2 separate regions of the Mus musculus genome follow, and region 1 is linked to region 2. Evidence: chromatin contacts called from public Hi-C data. All regions are on one chromosome and are shown on one strand. Each heading gives the region's core, a stretch centred on a gene start, on an enhancer-like site or on the middle of the called end of the contact. The rest is flanking DNA. Distances are from core to core; before and after follow the strand shown.

Region 1 (5,763 bases), core at 2,293-4,792, 420 kb after region 2:
CCCATTGGACACGCAAACTTTATATGCCCCAGTACAGGGTAACGCCAGGGCCAAAAAGGGGGAGTGGGTGGGTAGGGGAGTGGGGGTGGGTGGGTATGGGGGACTTTTGGTATAGCATTGGAAATGTAAATGAGCTAAATACCTAATAAAAAATGGAAAAAAAAAAGAAAATGTAGTGAGCAACATCAACGTGAAGCCTTCTTATAGATATATGCACACACATGCATACACACATGTACACCACAAACATAAAATAGTAAACATTTTAAATATGTACTGCTATAAATAAATCTGATTATTAATAAAGTTTATAAATATTGAATATTATAAAATTGAATGTGGTAGTATATTAAAAAGTAGTGTGACTTAAGTGATTGCCAGAAAATGTTTTTGCCTCCACACAGTTGAAAAACCAAGGCTTCTTCCTTCCTGGATGCTTCTCATTGCAAAAGAGATTCTTAAGAGAAGTAAATGGAATGAGGACACGGTTAGAAATGTCCCCAAAAGAGCCAATATCTCATGGTCCCCGAGCAATTAATATCCAAAAGTAATTCTATTTCCCTATAGGCTAGTAATTTTTATTTCTGTATTTAGTGATTTGAAAAATGCACAGTACATTTATAGTTTGAAAAGATGTACAACCATTCGGAATAAAAATAAGCAAACAAATAATAACAGAACTAAATCCAAACATCATGACTATTCTGCATGGGTATGTGAGTGCCAGAAGCTACAAAATACAAAACTTGTTTTGGACTGAAGGCTTCATTCCCATAGTCCTGTCCAAACCTGAACATTCTTCATTGTTCCAACAATATTCAAATTAAGATTATTTGTCTAGTATATTTGAACTTCTGACCAGGGTCTCAATAAAAGTGAGATCTTTTTTTCTTCTAAAACCAACTTGGACTCTGTTATCCAAATCACAATCAGCCTCCACCTTCTGGTCAGCTGAGAGGAAGCTCAAATGTGTGTCGTACCGGCCAAGATTAAAGCATAGGCCATCATAGACAACCTGGCCTACCTGTATGCTATGGGCCTTATTTACTACAAAAAAGAAATATAATCAGAGCAAAGGGTTCAGCTTGAACCAATGAAAATGAAGATTCATTAGAGTATAAGCTCATTCATTAATCAAATTGCTGTCTGGCAAGATCTGCTTATAACAGAATTCATTTGATAAAGATGTGGGATTTTATTGAATATATAGACAAGTTATAAGCTTTGTTCAGATGTGCATATACACAGGAGCACACAGAAATATATGCATATGTGTAAATATTGACTATATTCCTAACACTGCCACCTTTTCCTAACACAATTTCTCATGTTGTGGTGACCTCAAACCATAAATTTACTTTTGTTGCTACTTTATAACTGTAATTTTGCTGCTATTACAAATTGCACATAAATATCTGTGTTTTCTGATGGTCTTAGGTGACCCTTGGGAAAAGGCCATTCAACTCCCCTAAGGAGTTGAGACCCACAGGTTGAGAACTGTTGCTATATACTATATACACGTTTGAAATCAAATCCTCAGCAGCTAGGGTTTTGTCATCTGAAAATATATGATTTCATGGATGATGGAAGGTCTAATATCCTCTGGATGGTTCCTACAAGTTCCTGGGAACTAGCATTCTTACAGCACAGACCTCCTGTTTGTGACTTACTTGTCCTTACATGTCCTCTGATTTGTGTGGTCCTTATCCTGAGCTAATATACATACAGAGCTGAACCCTTTCTTTAATTTCTACCAAGTAAAATGAAATAAAAACCAAAACTAAGATGAAAATGGAAAGCCATCACAGAAGGAAACTATGAACACAAGTAGTTTTGCATCCCATAGATGCAGAGGACTAAAAGTGGCACATTAGCCCTTTTGACTCTGAAGTTGTCCCTGAGTTCTTTCCATCTTCCAATTTAGGAGATTCTCCCAGGTTGTAATGCTGAAATCCCTATCCCAGGCCACAGGCCCTTCTTCTCCTGGTGTTAATCTCTTTGCTTGGCTCTCCCCTCTCTGCCAATTCCAGCAGACTGGAATTCCTTTTTGTGGTTTTATCTAATTTTTTCAGGATCCGCTTTAATTTTTTTTAAAACTTGAAGTAGCTAATTTCTGCTTTCTAACACACATACTGAAACCATCTAATTAAGGATGAAGCCTTTTTAGTCCTGTGACAGCATAGTTAGTAATGTCAGTGGAAAAGTACTTTTTTAAGTTGTTCTTTTACCTTGATTTATCAAAGCAAACACCAAGAGAAATGCTAATATTGTTACATAATTTGTTTAATATTTGTCATTTTCCTCCTATAAATCTATAAAATAGTCTCAAATCTAATATAGCATTAGATAATGTGGCTAAACATCTGCATATCCAGTGTCATTTATAACTATGCTTGTGAACGGTCGACTTCCTTTTATAAACATCAAATTTCCTTTTATAACCCTTCCTTTTGTATTCAGCAAATGACCTAAATGCTCATCTCAAAAATGAGAGGTTGAAAAATTAGGGTCTGCGTGTGCTGGCTGCATTCCATAAAGGAACGCAGAAACCAAGGCCTGCTAGCTCCCACTCTTAAAAAAAAAAAATTCACCCTACAACGAATACATTTTGTTGCAGATTGCTGTATGTCAGTTTACACTTGGAGGCGGCAACTTAAATTCTGGTTGAAAATTCCTTCTGAGGGAACACGTTGCTACCGCCACCTGGGGGAGGCTCTTTTCTACTTCATTCCAGAGAACTAGTGCTCATGAAGGATAGATCCTTTTCGCATCTGCCTCGTCAGACCCACACAAGAAGGGGGACTACCAGCTGTCTCCAGATTGCCTTCTCAGAAGTACTACTCAGTAGACTTCTTGAGAGCTGTAAGAAAGGACCAGAATGTAGCTACAAAGACATCCTGTATCTCATGCGTGATGTGAATGAGTTTGGGGAGGTGTGGACTATCAAATAACCAGAGGAGGAAGACAAATCAGAGATTTTAAATATCAAAACAAAACTAGTTTTAAAGAAAAACAACTTGCAGCTCCTTGTGTGCCTTACATACGTCATCAGTAGGTGTTTATGAGTTTGCATGTCCCCGACCGAGCACACAAGAGATTTTAACAGCTTAAGGTGATATGTTTCAAGTATATGCAAATAACCTAGGGAATTTTTCTAGAACAATTTGAATTTGTGAATTTACTACTGTTACATAGTCTGTAAATTATTATACACACGCATATATTCACTGGCAGTTTTCATGAAGTGATGCAGGGTTTATCCATTAAAATGGAAAAGTCTAAACTGTCACTAAGAATGTTTCGTACTTTGGCTTGGGTACCTTGTTACTTAATAGAAACACACTCGGAACTTAATTCTGGAAATATAGGTTTCAGGAAGTATTGATTTAAAGGATAGTCCTGTGAGATAACATATGTAGGCTCTGATTAGAAGACAGCTAATCACTTACAAAGAGGATGTCTGGTGACAGATTAACTAAACAAAACGATGCAGTACCAGTCCCCGGCTAGTACCACACAGTCAGGAGACCAAAGTCCATTTCAAAGAATAAACTGTACTGGTTCCAAGGAAACCTGTAAAGAATACATTTCTAGCATCAAAAGAGGTAAGTGGATTTAAAATGTATCATATATGTGATTGGAACTAAACAGAAATGAACGGCCACTTGATGCCATGGCACAATCGAATGAGCTGTATGAACGGCTACCTACGTATTGTTCAACTGTGTGGCTTCTGGAAGGTGCTTGCGATAAGACCTGGAAATCCTGGGGTGAGAAACCTTAGAGAACAAGAGAAACCTGGATTACTTAACACCATGTAACAGAATTATAAATCACAAGCAAAATAACAGCTATTACCAATTAAAGTGTTACTGAGGTCACGTGCCAGTTTGCCAGTCGCTTTGCTTACAAATCAATGAAAATGGTGAGTGAGCACGGGAGAGCTTTCCGTCTTCTGATATTTTCTTCACTCTCCTTCTTCAAAGTCTTGAAATTTTTATCGTGCATGTCTTCCTCTTGCTTGGTTAGTTACCCCCAATATAGTTTATTCTTTTTGTGGATATTGTGAAGCGTGCTGTTTCTCTAATTTCTTTCTCAGCCTCTTTGCCATTCGTATACAGGAAGGCTATTGACTTTTTTTTTAATTAATCTTGTGTCCATCCACTTCACTGAAGGTGTTTATCAGCTGTAGGACTTCTCTGTTAGAATTTTTGGGGTTGTTTATGTATAGTGTCTATCATCTGCAAATAGTGATACTTAGATTTCTTCCTTTCCAATTTGTATCCCCTTGATCTCCTTTTGTTGTCTTATTGCTCTAACTGGAACTTCAAGTACTATATGGAATAGATAGAAAAGAGTGGCCAGCCTTGTCTTGTCCCTGCTTTTAATGGAATTGTTTTAAGTTTCTCTCCATTTAGTTTGATGTTGGCTATCGGCTTGCTATATTTGCTTGATTATGTTTAGGTTCGTGCCCTATATCCCTGATTTCTCTAATAACTTTAACTTGAAGGGGCATTGGATTTTGTCAAAGGCTGTTTCAGGATCTAATGAGATGATCATGTGACTTTTCTCTTTCAGTTTGTTTATATGGTTTACACTGTTTTTATATATTGTTTATATGTTTACACTGACAGATTTTTATATATTAAATCAGTCCAGCATTTCTGGCATGAAGCCTACTTGATCATGGTGATGACTTTTTGATGTGTTCTTGGATTTGGTTTGCAAGTATTTTGCAGAGTATTTTTGTATGAATGTTCATGGGGGAATTGGTCTGAAGTTTTCTTTGTTGAATCTTTGTGAGGGTTAGGTATCAGGATGACTGTGGCCTCACAGAATGAGTTTGGCTTGGCTATGTTCCTTCTGTTCTATTTTGTTGAACTGTTTAAGGAGTATTGGTATAAGCTCTTCTTTGAAAGTCTAGTACAATTCAGTGCTTAAACCCATCTGGCCCTAGGTTTTTATTGGCCGAGAGAATCTTAATGTCTGCTTTGTGATATTAATTGAGACAAATGCCCATTTTCTTTAGATTTTCCAACTTTGTGGAATGCAGACTTTGGAAGTATGACCTAAAGATTCTTTCAGTTGCCTTGGTTTCTATTGTTATGTTCCCCATTTCATTTCTGATTTTGTTAATTTGGATATTCTCTCTGCATCTTTTAGTAAGTTTGGATAAATGTTTGTCTATTTTTTTAATGCTCAAGAAGAACTAACTCTTTGTTTCATTGAATCTTTGTATTGTTTTCTTTGTTTCTATCTTTTTGATGTCAGCCCTCAGTTTGATTATTTCCTGTCATCTATTCCTATTGGGCATGTCTGCTTCTTTTTGTCCTAGAGCTTTCAGGTGTGCTGTTCAGGTGCTAACATGAGATCTCTCCAATTTCTTTAGGAATGCACATAGTGCTTTGAACATTCCCCTTATCAACACTTTCATTGTGTCTGCTAAGTTTGGCTATGTTATGCATTCATTTTCATTGAGTTCTACAATGTCATTAATTTCTTTCTTTGTTTCTGCCTTGATCCCATAGTCATTCAGTAGTGAGTTGTTCGGTTTATATGAATCTACAGGTTTTCTGTTATTTCTGTTCTTGTTAATATTCAGCTTTAATTTGTGGTAGTCTGATAGGATACAGGAGGTTATTTCAATTTTTTGTGTCTGTTGAGACTTGCCTTGTGACTGGGTATGTGGTCTTTTGAGAATGTTCTATAAGATGCTGAGAAGATGGTATATTCTGTTTTGGGGTTGAAATGTTCTGTAGATAT
Region 2 (5,522 bases), core at 1,444-3,943:
CCCCCTCCTCACTACTCTTCCCCCCCTCCAGCTGTTCTCCTTTCCTCTGCCAACAACCCCCCTTTCTGCTTTCTGAATTACATTGCTTTCTTTTCCCTTCCTCCCCACTGCCTTAAGATTTCTTATTCTACTTCCATGGTCTCATTTCTGCTTTTATAATACAAGCACACACACACACACACACACACACACACACACACACACACACATACACATAAGCACAAACACAAACACACACACAAGTGCACACATACACACTTCAAATATAGATTCTGCATATGAAAGAAATCATGGTGTTTGCCTTTCTGAGTCTGGCTCACTTCATTTCACATACAAATTTCCAGTTCCATTCCTGCAGAAGCCATGGTTTTTTTTTTTTTTCCTTATGGTGGAAAAAACATTCTACTGTGTATAAACCACATTTTCTTTACCAAATGATTATTCAGTGTCCAGGGAACATTCTAGAAAAGAGTACAAAAAGACTATATGAACCAGAGGGCCAGAAAAAAAAATTATGTGAGATGGTGTCTCTTAGAAATGACAAGGAAGCTTCATCCATGATACTCCATGACATGGCTGCCTAAACAAGACATGGGCAAGTGCAACATCAACAGGCATGCTAACGAGGAAGGGGGAGATCTCATGAAACCCCAGCCCTAGACAAAGAACTACAAGCAATTAAGGAATGAGGAAACCTGGAGAAACATTCCTTCCTAAGGATGAGGCCCCCAATCATTTATCCAGTATGAAGAAGTCAACCTTGAAATCATATACACACAAGCAACACTAACCAGACACAGCAGCTAGTGTTTATAAATCTAGGCATTTACATATACATGCAACAATAACAAAGCAGAAGGGGCCATGAATTTGACAGGGAATCATGGGGAAAGGGAGGGACTAGAAGGAGAATGGGGAAGGAGGAAAGATATATTTTAATTAAAAATTAAAAGTATGTATGTTATTTTTAGTAATATTTTATTATTCCTTCATTAATTTCATACAAGCCCTTTTGATTATATCCATCTCTTTCCGACTTGCTCAGATACACCCTCACATCTCTCCTCAGTCAGCTTCCAATCTTTATCTTTGTTTCTTCCCTTGAGTTCAGTGTGTGCTACCCAATTACTCTTGGGTGAAGGGTTTAGGTTGGAGTGTGTTCTGCCTACTGAGAGTCACACCAATATACAAAAATGACTGTCCCTTTCGCAGATAGAGAGACCCTGTCCTCATCCTAAAAACAAACAGTCATGCATTTTCTTTTTAAAAAATATTATTTATTTTTATTTATATGAGTACACTGTAGCTATCTTCAGACACACACCAGAAGAGGGCATCGGATCCCATTACAGATGGTTGTGAGCCACCATGTGGTTGCTGGGAATTGAACTCAAGCCCTCTGGAAGAGCACTCAGTGCTCTTAACTGCTGAGCCATCTCTCTCCAGTCGTCAGTCATGCATTTTCAAAAGGGGTGTTTTAGAAACTGCAAGGTTGTTAAATAAACTTTTTGATACACAAAGCACACTACTACATTATGAGTTATTGACCAAAGAGTTTCATGAAATTCCCAAAACCATATAGGCAATCTCTACTAATTACTGATTGCATGCCAGATCTGGATGATAAATCCATACTGAGAAAACACCCCTTGCTTTTTCTATAAGACATAGGGAAATCAGCCCTGGATGGAGCTGACCAGCGCCCTCTCTGTGGCCTAGTTTCATTCTGTAGGCACTGTGCAGATTTCTGGAGATAATTTTTCACTGGCAATCCTGCTTGGCTATGAACACCATGTACTACACTACCAAAAGACAAGGCAAGCTGTGCCTAATGATGTAACATGCCATGATTGTTATGTGTGCAACTTTCCACTTGAATTTAAGGCCCATTCCACGGAAAGAATTATATCTAATACGATAAGCCAGGAAAAGATCTGTGACTTGTGAGATCAGAGGCTCTTGTAAGGAAATGTCTGCTATTGTTTAGTGACTGCCAAAAATGTAGGTTTTATTAGCTAAACTAAGTATGTATACATACATACATACTTATATACATACATACATACATGCATACATACACATATATACATACACACACATATATACACATACATACTTATATACACATACACACACACACACACACACACACACACACACACACACACACACACACATACACACACACACATTCATGCTGTGGTCCAAGTAGTTTAACATTGGCTGTCTCCTGATAGAAAGCCAAGGAGGATCTGATAGTTGTTCAGTCCTCATGGATGTCTCAGTATTCCCAATTTGGTGGGAAGTCTTAGAGAGCTGCAAGTTTTTGGTCTGTATGGAGTCCTGAAAATGTAAGTTTGAACATCAGCAAAGGGGTTTCTCAGGAACAGGATAGATGATCTTTCCAGTGAGAATGAAGGCAAGCAGGCAAAAAATGAAAATGTCCCTTCTTCCATGTCCTTTTATGAGGACTGCTTCCAGAAGCTGTGGCCAAGATTCAAGGATGGACTTCTGACCTCAGATGATCCAGATTTAGGGTGTCTCAAATAGTCCAATCGAGAAAAATAAAATCAGTCACAGTTGTGCCCAGCTGCTTGGATCTTAGTTAAGGCAGGATGTAGACAAGTTGACAACGAAGGTTATCCATCACATGAGTCATCACCCGTACTAGGACAAGCTTGTCAGTGATGCAGCTGCCTTTGAGTCACACATGCTCCCGTAAGGGACCCTCCCTTCCCTATCTGCACTTTGTAACTAGTACGAATAAACTCACTGCTTCAACAAGCTTGACTTGGGTTGAATTATTTACTTAGTCTCTCCTTGGATGACAGTCTGGGATGACTAAGTTTGTTCACATGAACCCAGTGAAAGTCACACAGTAAACCTCAGGCCATGAGCCTGAATAAACCCTTTCTCTGTCAAGTTCTTCTTGTTAGATATTTTGTCACAGTGACAAGAAAATAAAGTCAGTAAGGAAATGGGGACTAGAAAAGGAACAGACATTGCAAAGACAGCAAATGACAGGAATTAGCATATAACTTTTAATAGTCCCTGAATATAATTGGTTTTAAGTCTTCAATGCAAATACACAGACTAGTTGATCTTATTTTATATATATATATATGTGTGTGTGTGTGTGTGTGTGTGTGTGTGTGTGTGTGTATGTGTGTGCTATATATGCACATACATTATATACATGTATACACACATATACGTATATACATGTTACATATAATGAGTATTATATATGTTATACATATATATCTGTATATATGTACATGTATATCTGTATATATATACATGTACATATATGCAAATATACATTTATACACATATACAAGTATATGCATATATAATCTGAATTATATATGAGTTGTCTGCAAGCAAATATACTTCACTGGCAAAAATAAATCTGAAAAATTTGAGACCCCCACAAAAATAAAGAAAAAAAAACAAGTCTAATTTATATGTGTACCAGCCCCACCAGTGTGAAGTCAAACATTCTTCTGAAGTGGAGAGTGAGGATTAACAATAGGAAAGACAGAAAGAAGATGCAAGAGACAGATGTAGGAGGGCTGTAGGTCAATACCACACCAGCAGTGATATATTTTTTATAGCCTTTTTATATTACACAGTACAATGGGAAGTAAAGCATTAAACTAACAGAAGTGATGCTGAAGAATACATATAAGACATTTGGTCCAACACAAAAGCTTCCCTATTCCTTCCACTAAGGTCAATACAATCTTCATCTCCTTGCCTTGAGCCTCAAGTATACCCCCTCTTATCATTCCATGCCTCAGTAGGTCAGAAAATCTGCCAATAGACCGTGACCCACCTTGACTCTCCTTTAGCAGGCAGACTTTTCTCTTTTTTTCCCTCTGCTTTAGAGAAACAGCAAATGGCTCCAAACATATATACTCACTGGAGCATGACTAGACTCTCAGTGGCCTGCCCCTTACATAAAACTGAGTCATTCCCCACCCCCACACCCTGCCAGAAGCCATCAATCGTGGAGAACATCCCTATCACACCTTTCTTTTCTTTTTTTTCTTTTTTAAGATTTAATTCTTTTATTTATTTATTTATTTATTTATTTATTTATTTATTATATGTGAGTTGTAGCTGTCTTCAGACACTCCAGAAGAGGGAGTCAGATCTCATTACGGATGGTTGTGAGCCACCATGTGGTTGCTGGGATTTGAACTCAGGACCTTCGGAAGAACAGTCGGGTGCTCTTACCCACTGAGCCATCTCTCCAGCCCCACCCTTTTCTTTGATGGCTTCTGTTTAGGTTGTTACTTGGGGGGGGGGCGTTCTGTAGGAGTTGTCACAGAAGCCTTCCATGTCTCTTTTTCCAAAGTACATATCCGAAATCATCCCTATCACAGAAAAAGTAGTGTTCTTGCATCTTAGTGTCAGTAAGAGCACAGATCACGAATACAGAACATCCACATGGTTTATCATCATAGCACAGACAATGAGCACAGTCCCTGACTGCAACAGGACCACAGACCAAGTCAAGGCTGTCAGGGGGAACCTGGACCATGAACATCACCATAGCCTTCCTTAGGTGGCAATGCAGATCTCTCACATCAATATGGCGTCCAGCAGAAGTATAGCCCACATACATTTGTATGACCTTCATTGGACATCAACACAGATTCCAGTTTCAGTAGTACTTCAAACCTAGACATGGCCCTCAGGGGCAGCAGGAATCCTGACATCACTGTGGCTTCAGGTGACTTCCCAGGACTCTCACTCAGATCAGTGTCCCTCCCCTATCCCCACCCTGTGAAAACATGGCCCCTGGACATCTACATGGTTTCAGGTGGTAGACCCTAGTTGCAATAGGACCTCAAACCCAGACATGGCCCTCAGAGGGAGCATGGATCCCTATGGCCTCAGGTGGCAATGCAGGTCACTCAAATCAGCCTGGTTCTCACCATTGTAGTTGTATCTCCAGTTCTGCCTCTCACCAGAGTTCATATTCTGTTCCATGTTTCTATCTCTGTATTACATATTTGTTCATCTTAGTGGTGCCCACCAGCCCCATACGATGAGGTAGTATGGCCTTGAATATCTATGAAATCTTAAGGGTTGTTGATCATTTCACCAGCCTTAGAAGGGGAGCCATTAGGCAGTGTGAGGAATACCACTAATGACAATCCAGAGCAACTTCAAGTCCCATGTTCTCTTACTTCTAGAGTCCTAGGATGCACTTCCTTTTTTTTCTAAGACTTTTTTCGTTACATCTTAACTAAGGACTTGTATTAGCTATTGCTGTTGTTGTTGGGACACAAAATCTGATGTAATCAGTGCAAAGTGGGCAGGGTTTATGCTGGCTTATAATTTGCAGGGTAATAGGTCACCACGGTAGGAATCTTTACCTTTCTCATCTCTTACAGACAGCGGAGGGACTAGAAGCACATCTGGGCTGTAAATGATAAGTTCTGTCTCCTGGTAGCAATTGTCACCCAGGTAGCTCAGGTAGGGTCCACTTCTTAAAAGTTCCACAGCTT

The links. Hi-C and Micro-C count contacts between places; a contact is called where the count stands out from the background.
Region 1: a Hi-C map of pancreatic cancer cells shows a contact between it and region 2, with 5 times the contacts expected there. The contact joins the promoter of Gimd1 here to the enhancer-like site in region 2. A contact is called at or near these places in 4 of 39 promoter capture datasets (cranial neural crest, embryonic stem cells, frontonasal cranial neural crest and 1 more) and 2 of 484 Hi-C or Micro-C datasets (pancreatic cancer cells and uterus).

Annotation. Positions count from the first base shown.
Region 1 is chr3:132,626,304-132,632,066 of GRCm38.p6, forward strand. Gimd1 (GIMAP family P-loop NTPase domain containing 1) reads left to right here and starts at 3,543. Exons shown (of 3, transcript NM_001372140.1): 1 at 3,543-3,605.
Region 2 is chr3:132,208,783-132,214,304 of GRCm38.p6, forward strand. No RefSeq gene overlaps it. Among named protein-coding and RNA genes, the nearest start is that of Dkk2, 130 kb to the left of the region's middle. Within about 2 kb of position 2,694, at least 29 of the 459 cell types and tissues checked have an H3K27ac peak or open chromatin away from gene starts, as enhancers often do. A contact at or near this core is called in pancreatic cancer cells, where this site is marked.